Regions from separate parts of the Mus musculus genome. Here region 2 is linked to region 1. A link is a contact called in public Hi-C data. All regions are on one chromosome and are shown on one strand. Each heading gives the region's core, a stretch centred on a gene start, on an enhancer-like site or on the middle of the called end of the contact. The rest is flanking DNA. Distances are from core to core; before and after follow the strand shown. Region 1 overlaps Fbxl17 (F-box and leucine-rich repeat protein 17). Region 2 overlaps Fbxl17 (F-box and leucine-rich repeat protein 17).

What was found. A called contact is a pair of places that touch in the nucleus more often than the background predicts.
Region 2: a contact with region 1 is called in a Hi-C map of the HPC-7 cell line, with 1.5 times the contacts expected there. The contact joins two enhancer-like sites. A contact is called at or near these places in 2 of 15 datasets of contacts at CTCF or cohesin (large pre-B cells and pro-B cells), 3 of 484 Hi-C or Micro-C datasets (the HPC-7 cell line, the N1E-115 cell line and uterus) and 1 of 115 datasets of contacts at active chromatin or transcription factors (large pre-B cells).

The regions. Positions count from the first base shown.
Region 1 is chr17:63,274,965-63,280,654 of GRCm38.p6, reverse strand. The region is part of intron 6 of Fbxl17 (F-box and leucine-rich repeat protein 17); the gene reads left to right. Gm41607 reads left to right here. Exons shown (of 1, transcript XM_017317745.2): 1 at 1-5,690. Among named protein-coding and RNA genes, the nearest start is that of Gm41607, 20 kb to the left of the region's middle. Within about 2 kb of position 1,359, at least 9 of the 459 cell types and tissues checked have an H3K27ac peak or open chromatin away from gene starts, as enhancers often do. A contact at or near this core is called in the HPC-7 cell line, where this site is marked.
Region 2 is chr17:63,420,828-63,426,888 of GRCm38.p6, reverse strand. All of the region lies in intron 4 of Fbxl17 (F-box and leucine-rich repeat protein 17), which reads left to right. Among named protein-coding and RNA genes, the nearest start is that of Fbxl17, 77 kb to the left of the region's middle. Within about 2 kb of position 4,803, at least 17 of the 459 cell types and tissues checked have an H3K27ac peak or open chromatin away from gene starts, as enhancers often do. A contact at or near this core is called in the HPC-7 cell line, where this site is marked.

The DNA of each region.
Region 1 (5,690 bases), core at 110-2,609:
AGTCGGGTCTGCAGTGCACATAACAAGAAACTCACAGTCAGGTCTGCGGTGCACATAACAAGAAACTCACAGTCAGGTCTGCGGTGCACATAACAAGAAACTCACAGTCAGGTCTGCAGTGCACATAACAAGAAACTCACAGTCAGGTCTGCGGTGCACATAACAATGAGAAGCACAGTCAGGTCTGCAGTGCACATAACAAGAAGCTCACAGTCAGGTCTGCAGTGCACATAACAAGAAGCTCACAGTCAGGTCTGCAGTGCACATAACAAGAAACTCACAGTCAGGTCTGCGGTGCACATAACAATGAGAAGCACAGTCAGGTCTGCAGTGCACATAACAAGAAGCTCACAGTCAGGTCTGCAGTGCACATAACAAGAAGCTCACAGTCAGGTCTGCAGTGCACATAACAAGAAGCTCACAGTCAGGTCTGCAGTGGGCAGGGTGCTGGAGGAGAAGGGATCCAGGCAGACCCCACTCCAACTGAACCACATACAAAACAAGACCGGGAAACAGGGAAATGAGCTTTCTGTTGCTGTGATTTTTGTCCTTTAAGTTAAAATGTATGTAGCATTTACTCAAGAGTTTATTCAAGAAAGATGTCATTTAAGCAGTGGCAAACTCGCTGAAGTATGGGAAGGACCAATAACCGTTAATTACTATTGGTGGTGGTGGGAGGTTTATGCCGTGTCCTCTAGAGAGCAGTTGCGATGCACTGTGAGCCTCAGCTCTCACAAGTGCTTGTTGTGGTTGCTTTGCTTTTTCCTTATAGTTTTTTCCAGGTTATACATTGCAGAGTTAAAAAAAAATCCCGCTTTGCCTTAGATGAGTAGTTGTAGATGGTAAGACTTTTACATTAAAGCTTAATTGATTTTAATAGCTTTCTTCTTAAGTTTGTTTTAAATGTCTCTCTACACTAAGGAAACAAACAGAAAGCAAAACTTGGGAGATGGGAGTTAATTCACTGGTTATTTTAGCATATGGATAAAGAGTATAGTTTTGTATTATTGCTTAACAGCCTACAACATACAGTCAGGTATTTGAAAACTCCAGATGTACAAAACCCCTCATGGAATAAAATTGCAAGGCACGTGTCTCTGCTCTGGAGGCAGAGGATGCTAAAGTCTCTTGCAATAGGCAACTTTAGTCAGAGCCTCTGATAATTTATTCTCTGAGGGTTAAAAAGGTCACCTGTGTAAAGTTCTCCTGAGTTCAAGCTGTATACAATCACAAGGACAAGCTGCACGAGGCACAGACATGTTTTTCCATAGAGTCATAAAAACAGTGAATTGTGTGCGCTACATCTAGGAGGAACACGAAAACAGTCCAAGAACAATTTGTTGTTTTGAGGAAATTGTGGTCACCTCAGTCATTCTTAATTTTTTTGGACGGTTGGGGTGGGGTGGAGTCCTCCATTCTTGGACCATGTTCTGACCAACAGTCTCAGACTCCAGTTCCTAAGCAAAACTTGGTCCTGCTACCAGAAAGACCAGTGCACAGTGTACAGACTGCTTGTGAGGTGCTGCATATCCATAGGGCCTACAGCAGTGTGCTGCTTTAGAGCCTCGAGTGGGGCTGTGAACGCCAGAAGCTGCTCACAAAGATACCAGACAGGGCAGAGAAGAGACTAGATTACAAGTCCAGAGAGAAGAGGCCAAGAATTCTCAGTGGTAAAAATCACAGACAGAATGTCAAGGGCATAGGAATGTCTGGAAGAAGTCGACAAGATTTAGTTGATAGGTGTCTGCAGGTTTTTTTTGATATGAATGTCTCCGCCAACTAGAGCAAGAAATGTCCTGATGAGATGAAGATAGAAAGCATAAATGGCTGGTTCATCCAAGCCATTCACACCCTCACCTATATTCAAGAAAACATATATTTCTAGCATCTTACTGTTAAGTGAATTACCATCTGTAGTATTTTAAAATAGGTTTACTTAAAAGAATATTGCATCACAGCAAATTTTGGTTAAAAATCTTACCCTGAAAAATGTGTTACCTAGATTATACATGTTACATTATGTTATTATGTTACTATGCATATTATATTGTGATTATTATCTCCTTTAATATGAAAAGTGAAAGGATGAAGTGCTGTCCATTGCTATGTTTAAAGTTATGTTTGCTAAGATTAAAAGATTACTTGATTGTGAGGGCGCTATGGCCTCGGTGGCTACTCCACACTGCAGGCACTGTGAGGAGGAGGGGTCGAGATGGAAGAAGTAGTTAGTTCATGGGAAGCCGACCTGCAATCCTACATCTGTGTCTGGCCCCTCTCCATCACTCTCACTGCCCCCTGGCTATCATGCTTTGCCACCACCATAGCCGTTCAGCATATTTGTGCCTTGCCATGAGTGGACTCAAACCTGCAACAAAGACAGAATGGATGTTTTTCTCCTCGGTCTGATTATTTTAGGCATTTTTTTTCCATAGGTAACTAACACCATGGATCCAACCAGGCAGAAGTTTGGAGCAAGTTTTGCTTGTTAGAATATTCTTCCTGGTGAAATAGACTTACTCTTAGTTTCTTGTGGCTCCCTCACTGTTGCAGGCCAGCTCTCCAGTCAGGTCGTTCTGTGCAGCCATGGTTGACCCTGAAGAAGTCATCAGCTAAGGCTGTATGCTGCCTCCAAGTCAGTGAGCCTGGGTCCATGCGTGAAGGGAGATTGGCTGTCTATCTCCACCCCAGTGCATTGTAAGCCTACTCTTAATTGACTGAACTCTTTTCATATCTTAACTTTGAGTTGAATTATCTCTATGACAAGCAACAAGAACAACTCACACTCATTCAGTCAAGGACTTAACTGGTTCTTGTGAATAATCTCAGAAATTGAGTAGGTTTCAGATTTTCCTTCATTCTGTAATTCCAGCTCCACCCTCTGAGATTTTTCATTACTCAATTCTCTTTGATGAATGGGCCTTATTCTCTGATGTGACCAAGTGCAATGGTTCTCCACTGTATAGCATATGATCTGTAGCAAGATGGAGAATCTGTTGTTAGGCAATTTTTGTACAGACTCAGCCTTGATGTAGGTCAGAGTAACTAGAGAAGGCTAGGTGGCTAAACCTAGACTCCACCCTCTACTCTTGGGTCTAGGGTGAATTCATCTTCTGCTAGGTACCCATGGCCTGCAAGTAGATGCCAGGCAGGGCTTGTGAACGAGGGAGAGGAAGATACCTAGAAATCATGAGACAGAGTTGGGGATAAACATCTCTGGCTGTCGGGCTGCTGTATTGTAGTGACTGGCGCTTCTTGGTCTTTGGCTGTTGCATGGAGCTAAACTTAAACTTGTTAGCTGTAAAGCTGTCTCAGAGTTGGACATCCACCTGAGGGAGGCAGGGCACAGGACTGGTAATCAAAACTTGAAATTGATGTTTGACTTTCATCTTGTCTGTTTTGTTCTGGTTTACCTCCGGGTGAAGATAATAATCAGGAAAAATGAGGAATCAAGGAGTTTAGATAATTCAAGGTGTGGGCACAGTTAAGTCCCTAAAAGCTGACTTTTGGGTCAATTTGCAACTCTAAGGATAAAAGAAAAATGAACACAACTCCCTCACCTTGAGCTGCATTGAGATGTTTACCTGCTGTAGCGAGATGCTGTGTTCATTCTGGGCACCTGCTGTATGGAAGGGAACTAGACCCTAGGAAAGTTTCATTTGCTTATGAGAGTTTATTTTATTTCATTTTTGTAAACTGACAGCGCTTGATTGCCATGCCTATACTAAATGGTTAAGATTGCAGAGTGACACTTATTAATTATACCAGATTTCTAGTTTTAATTAGAGACTCTCTTCTGAGACCAAACCTTTTACCATTAGGCTGGTTGAAACCTGTGAGATAAAAAGGGAGAGTTCTTTCAGAAAATTATTTACATGATTTTAATTAATGATTATAATCTCCATGGTCATTTTTGCAAAAGAGCATTTAACCTGTAACCACTTTTCATAATTTGCATTTTGCAAAAATATGTTGGCCCTGCAGGCTTACTGTCTTTCAGAGGTGTGCGTGTGTGTGTGTGTGTGTGTGTGTGTGTGTGTGTGTAACATGACAATTATTTTAGGTAAGTTTTATTTCACTCCCCTCACAGCCCCATTTCCTACCTTAACACCTGTTTCTCATGCAGAGCAAACCAATTGGCAGATAAGTAAAATTTGCTTTCTTTTTTCTTTTTTGCCAAGACAGAACATAGCCTTTGGCAAGGTTACCTTTGAAAACAGTTTTTTCCTGCAGAGACCCTATACAAGCAGCATCGCTGTTGCCAGGATCCTCTTCCTAATGAAGGGTCGCAGAGACGCTGTGTTCTTTCTCATTGCTTGAGGCATGAAGCACGGATGTGTAGCGTTTCTTCTGAGAAAAGGCACTCCTGCTTTTCAAACAGAAGCCAGCAGTTTAACCTTCCAGGAGGAAGGTCAGTGTTAACTTTTATTGATAATACAGAAGAAAGCCACTTTATAAGAATATGAAAGATGAGTTTTTTGCTAAGTAGAAATGACTAAACACAGTGAATCTTAACACCTTTTTAATAAGAATACTCCAGAACTCTTTTATATTTCCAAAATTGCTTTTCACCTCCCCTCTTACTGATTAGATGTATGCATTGGTGGAGACTTGGTAAGGACTCCGTGTGTACAATGATGTATTCTCAGTCATATATGGCTTCATGGTTTTTAGAGTGTATACATACCTCACAAACTTTTAAAAGGTATCTATGGATTTTTTTTCATAAACCCTGAGATTGAAGTTTTGTTTTACAGGTTGGCAAATCGTAGAGAGCAGGAGGAAGGGAGGGTGATCTTCCTGTGTGTCTGGTGAGACAGTCACTGCCTTAACGTCTGCTCTCTGTGACGGGGGTGTGGGCAAGCCATTAAGAAGCTTGCTTTATTTCCTTCATGCTAAGGGATGCTTTCCACAGTAAAGATTTTTCAGATTTCATCCCTACTTAAACATTGATTACTTTTCACTTTTTTCCTTATGTCTTTACCCATTCTGATCAATTTCCTAAGCTTTGAGCAACGCTTCTGTATAAGCTTGCATTCCTATACAAGGGTGAAATAACTAATTGTTTACTCTGCTAGAGAGCCTTGCACCTCTGTGTTGCACTGTCTGAATGGTGGGACCTTTGACATCAGAGCATAGTGAGAGGGTCATAGGTCACTGAGTATGTACAAGCCTTTTGCTTTTTCTTGAGTCCCTAGGCAGGCTGGAGTGACTCTTCAGGTTTCGTCATAGGATGTAATGTCTTCCTACATTCACTCCATCTTTTTGGTATTTCCTATATACATACATATACACATACATACACACACACACACACACACACACACACACACACACACACACACACACACGTGTGTGTGTGTGTGTTATATTACAATGGCTTACAGGCTGTGCTCCATCTAGTTCTACAATGGTTGTCTACCAAGGAATGAGTAGTTCAGTCCATGATGCTGGATGTCTCAGCTGGTCTTCAGTGTACCCAGAATTCTAAGAAGTGGGCTCTGCAGGCAGTAAAGGAGTGACTTGCCAGTGAGAGCGAGACAAGGAGGTAAAGAGAGCAAGCTTCCGTTTTCCATGTCTTTTATCCAGGCTGCCAGCAGAAGCTGTGGCCCAGATTACGGGTGGATCTTCCCAGGTCTAAGATCCGAATTAGAAGTGGGCCTTCCCACTTCAAATGAATTAATTAAGAGAAA
Region 2 (6,061 bases), core at 3,554-6,053, 140 kb before region 1:
GTGGAATCTCAGGGTTGTTTTGATTTGCATTTCCCTGATGATTAAGGATGTTGAACATTTTTTCAAGTGCTTCTCTGCCATTCGGTATTCCTCAGGTGAGAATTCTTTGTTCAGTTCTGAGCCCCATTTTTTAATGGGGTTATTTGATTTTCTGAAGTCCACCTTCTTGAGTTCTTTATATATGTTGGATATTAGTCCCCTATCTGATTTAGGATAGGTAAAGATCCTTTCCCAATCTGTTGGTGGTCTTTTTGTCTTATTGACGGTGTCTTTTGCCTTGCAGAAACTTTGGAGTTTCATTAGGTCCCATTTGTCAATTCTCGATCTTACAGCACAAGCCATTGCTGTTCTGTTCAGGAATTTTTCCCCTGTGCCCATATCTTCAAGGCTTTTCCCCACTTTCTCCTCTATAAGTTTCAGTGTCTCTGGTTTTATGTGAAGTTCCTTGATCCACTTAGATTTGACCTTAGTACAAGGAGATAAGTATGGATCGATTCGCATTCTTCTACACGATAACAACCAGTTGTGCCAGCACCAATTGTTGAAAATGCTGTCTTTCTTCCACTGGATGGTTTTAGCTCCCTTGTCAAAGATCAAGTGACCATAGGTGTGTGGGTTCATTTCTGGGTCTTCAATTCTATTCCATTGGTCTACTTGTCTGTCTCTATACCAGTACCATGCAGTTTTTATCACAATTGCTCTGTAGTAAAGCTTTAGGTCTGGCATGGTGATTCCACCAGAGGTTCTTTTATCCTTGAGAAGACTTTTTGCTATCCTAGGTTTTTTGTTATTCCAGACAAATTTGCAAATTGCTCCTTCCAATTCGTTGAAGAATTGAGTTGGAATTTTGATGGGGATTGCATTGAATCTGTAGATTGCTTTTGGCAAGATAGCCATTTTTACAATGTTGATCCTGCCAGTCCATGAGCATGGGAGATCTTTCCATCTTCTGAGATCTTCCTTAATTTCTTTCTTCAGAGATTTGAAGTTTTTATCATACAGATCTTTCACTTCCTTAGTTAGAGTCACGCCAAGATATTTTATATTATTTGTGACTATTGAGAAGGGTGTTGTTTCCCTAATTTCTTTCTCAGCCTGTTTATTCTTTGTATAGAGAAAGGCCATTGACTTGTTTGAGTTTATTTTATATCCAGCTACTTCACCGAAGCTGTTTATCAGGTTTAGGAGTTCTCTGGTAGAATTTTTAGGGTCACTTATATATACTATCATATCATCTGCAAAAAGTGATATTTTGACTTCCTCTTTTCCAATTTGTATCCCCTTGATCTCCTTTTGTTGTCGAATTGCTCTGGCTAATACTTCAAGTACTATGTTGAAAAGGTAGGGAGAAAGTGGGCAGCCTTGTCTAGTCCCTGATTTTAGTGGGATTGCTTCCAGCTTCTCTCCATTTACTTTGATGTTGGCTACTGGTTTGCTGTAGATTGCTTTTATCATGTTTAGGTATGGGCCTTGAATTCCTGATCTTTCCAAAACTTTTATCATGAAAATATTATTTCACATGACCTCTCTTCAGACCCAGAAATTCTTCTGTCTGATTGATCATGCTGTTTCTTCATTCCATGTATTGCTTTGATTTCCTTCTGATAGGCTCTATTTTGTCATCTGTGTCTTTTCTCTGAATATTTGTGTATCATTAAATCATTAAATCATTTGAATGTCCTATTTTGTGTATCAGCAAATTTCTTGAATATTCTTTTGGAATTTTTTTAAGGCAGTTCATAAATTTCCTTTCTTTTGTGGTATATAGAGTTACTGCCTTTAACCTAGTGGTGTGCACTTGCAAGGTTCTTACCAGCTTCTTGTGTCTCTCTGTGCCTGTCTATGAATATGCTGTGTGTGGACTGCCACCATTCCTAGCAGGGGACTTTGATAATAAGACCTTCTGTTGGAGATATATCTGAAGTTATTGGCTGTATTATATTGCCTATAGATTTTGTATTATATATTATATTGACCCCTATTCTCTAAAAAGTTGTGTGTTTAAAGAAGAACATTAAACTAGATAAATAACCAAGAAAATGGAACTATTCCAAAATTTCTTTCAGGAATGCGATTTTGCTTTTCTTCCATGTTTGAAAATACCTTTTCATTTTTAGATCAATTTTTTAACTAATTAGTTAAAAACACATATTTTGGTAAAAGGTTTTCAATAAATTTCAAGTGAAGAGTCCAATTAAAATCAGTGTAAACTACAAAAGAATATTACTGAGCCAAAAAAATAATAGTAATGTGGATGTAACTTGAGAACATTATCTTATGTAAAGCAGGCCAGGCAAGGAGAGACAAGCACAAGCCTTCTCACTCGTTCAGCCTGGTAGACATCAGCAACAGCAGTGGTCCCTCGGGATGGGGAAGAGCAGCAGGCACAGAAGGAGAGAGACTCCATGGGACTGGCTAGGGCGTGATGAGGTGATAAGGGCGCGTGGATAACTGAGGATGGTGATGGGCATGCTCAAAACACAGTATTAATCCCAGGGATGGATGGGAAAGGCCCAGTAAATGCCACTGATCTCTGTGATTATCGTGCTAGTGAAGAAAGATGACAGAATCTGTAAACATCAGCTTAACTGTGGAGTACTGGTACATCAGTGTGTCTATGATGGTCAGTTATACTGTTGCCCACAAGGTACAATGTGAAGGTAACTTTATTTTCTAGGTCTTGATGCATGTGTTCTGCTAGGTGCAGGTCCATCTGCTTAGGAGAGACAGTGATAACAGAGCTCTAGTCTTCCTGGAGTTCACACAAGAGTCTGTGAATTCTGCTTTCACACACACACAGCCCAGGGGAGGGACAGCAAGGGTGCAGGCTGTGCAGCTCCAGAGGCGTTTACAGAGCAGGAGGAGGAGGCAGGTACACACCGCTGCCTGAAGGTGCGGGCTGTGGGAGGGGTTTGCGTATTGTGCTAAGAGTTTTCTTCTCTGAGCATGAGGAGGCATTCAGACATTCTGAGCATGCATGCCATGCCCCAATGCCAGTGAAGGGGTGGACTTGCTAGCAAGAGTGAGGGACAGCAGGGAGGGGGGAGGGAAGGGGAAGGAATATTCTCTTCTCCCATAGCCTTTATGCAGGCTGCCAGTAGAAGATGAGGCCAGATTACATGTGGGTTTTACCACCTCAAAGATCCAGATTAAAATGGGTCTTCACACTTGCAATGATTTAATTAAGAAAAAAATCTCCACAGGTTTACCCAGCCAGTTGGGTTTTAGTTAATTTCATATGTAGTCAAGTTAACTGCTAAGAATAGCTTATCATCCTGAGTAACATCTACAATTTTAATAATTTTTATATTTTAAAATTGTATTTAAATCTTTTCCTCCCTTCCCTTCAACCCCTTCCACCCTCTCACTACCCCCCTCTCCACCAACTCCCCACCTCTCACTACCCCCTCTCCACCAACTCCCCACCTCTCAATACCCCCTCTCCACCAACTCCCCACCTCTCACTACCCTCTCTCCACCAACTCCCCACCTCTCACTACCCCCTCTCCACCAACTCCCCACCTCTCACTACCCCCTCTCCACCAACTCCCCACCTCTCACTATCCTCTCTCCACCAACTCCCCACCTCTCACTACCCCCTCTCCACCAACTCCCCACCTCTCACTATCCTCTCTCCACCAACTCCCCACCTCTCACTACCCCCTCTCCACCAACTCCCCACCTGTCATGTTCATGGTTTCCTGGTTTTGCCAGTATGAATGGTATCAATAGTGAGTTGCATGTTATGCAACTTTCATTTTATTCTCATTATTAAGTTTTAAAATCAGGATTCACTTTAAATATGCAACCTCAGTTAATTTTACATTTTATTTAAAGTGGTAGCCGTTGGTGGTTTTGGAGGGCTGAGTATGTTAGCCTGAAGTGAGAGCAGTGCCTCTGTATGTTCTGTCTCCACTGCAGTGCTGCCCACTCTGAGTTCCCGACTGTCCACAGCCCCCCTCACACCAGCAGCTCCTGTCTGCAAATCCTATGAACCTGAGGCAGAGTGACTCAGCAGTTCCTCTCGGCTCCCACTACTGTTCCCTTTTCCTTTGTCATAGTTTTAAGGCATTAGTAGATGCTGGCTGATGATGTCACACATTGCTGCAGATGTCTCCCCACCCTCCCAAAACAAGGTCTCAGTATGGCTGAGCTGTAACTCTGTGGACGAGGCTGGCCTTGAACTCAAAGAGATCCTCCCGCCTCTGCCTTCCAAGTGCTGGGACTAAAGCCTGCACTACCACTGCCAGGCTGCCAAAGAATTTTATGGTGTACTCTGCTGTGTTTTTTGCCCCATGGTGACTTGTTTTTGTTTGTGGGCAGAAGAATTAATTTTTTCTTGATTTCTTTAGCTTTCGTTGTGCTGATTATGAATTCTTACAACTAACTCCAACAGAACTTATACTCTTTTTTTTTTTAGTGGCCAAACTATTAACAGATTATTGATTATTATTTTTTTTTAAAAAGATTTATTTATTTGGGTTGGAGAAATGGCTCAGCCGTTAAAGGTTAGGGTCACAACCAAAAATATAAGATTTATTTATTCATTTAATTTATGAGTGCACTGTGGCTGTCATCAGACACACCAGAAGAGGGCGTCAGATCTCATTACCAGTGGTTGTGAGCCAACATGTGGTTGCTGGGAATTAAACTCAGGACCACTGGAAGAGCAGTCAGTGCTCTTAACTGCTGAGCCATCTCTTCACCCCTATTATTATTTTTTTAAGTGACATTCTTCTGGGGACTTGGTCCCTCCTGTTTCAACTGAGACTTTTTCTTCCTCTTTTCAGTGCAGTTTCCTCTCTGTCTTCAGTGCTGATGCCTCTCAAGAGTGCTGCCCTTCCCCCACTGGAGTGTAAACTAACAAGGCTGTGGGAATTAAGTCTATAAGTCCAACCAAGTCTTGTTTTTGTTTCCCATGTATCTAGTAGTAAAAACAGATTATTTCTTTTTCATCCCGTGTTTGGGATGGTTTGGGAAGACTTTGGAGAGCTGCTTGCTAGCTGAAGGAGATCCCCGTAAATTAGTCCTGGCAAGAGTTTCAGGTGAGTCTCGCTTCCCCAGGGATGAGATGCTCAGATTTAGGAAAGTCCTGCTTAATGCTGTTCTTTCAGTGAAGAGGCACAGTCAATTGTGAAGGACTCGGTGTCTCGGTGACTTCATTCACTTGGTGGCATTTAGTCTAGTAATGTTGATTTAAATGAAAATATCTAAATTGTAGTGTTTTAAAGCAAGCATAATGACATTCTTACATAAATATGTCTAAGGTACAATCTAAATACGGATTAAATGAGAAAAAAGTCTTTTCTAATTGCCTGTGCCAGAAAAAAAAAAAATCCTAGGGTATGCACATTGGCTTGTGGAGCTTGTAAATGAAAGCTTTCTGTTTCTGACATTGTAGAAAAGTCTTTTTACATAAATAACATCCCATAAATCATTTCAAAATGTCTGAGGTTCTGAGTAATATTTTTTTTTTCTTGAGCAGTCTGCAAATGACATCTTAGTCATTAACTACTTCAGGATAAAAGCATTTTGCTAACATTAAGCTTCACTCAAAATTCTTAACTTGTTTAGATTGGCATGTGCTGTTTACAGTGTTGTATTCGGCTTGTTAGATGTCTTTTTTTTTTTCCTCCTTAGTGAGAAATTTTACTGCTACTTAGCTTGTCAAAGATGATTATAAGTAGGGGGAAAAATCCTGGTGGTAGATGGCTGTGTTTTATTCTAAGCATTATTGATCCGTAAAGACTTACAATATATTATTCTAAGGTTGTCATTGCTAGAAAGGACCTGGGAAGGATTAGGAAGCCACATTGACAGAAGTCATCATTTTAATGACAGGCAATTTAGTTTGAGGTAAGTGAAGCAAGGAGAAACGCAATCAGTCATCACAGCGAGGACTTTCCCAAATGTTTATCAGTCTGTAATGAACGGCATGCTGATCATCAAGGTCATTGCATAGCTTCTCCTGAAAGTTTTTAGATGGTAGAAAGCAAGTTTTAAAAATTACTATGTCATCTCAAATTTGGGACATTTAAAGGATTAAAAGTTAAGAGACCTA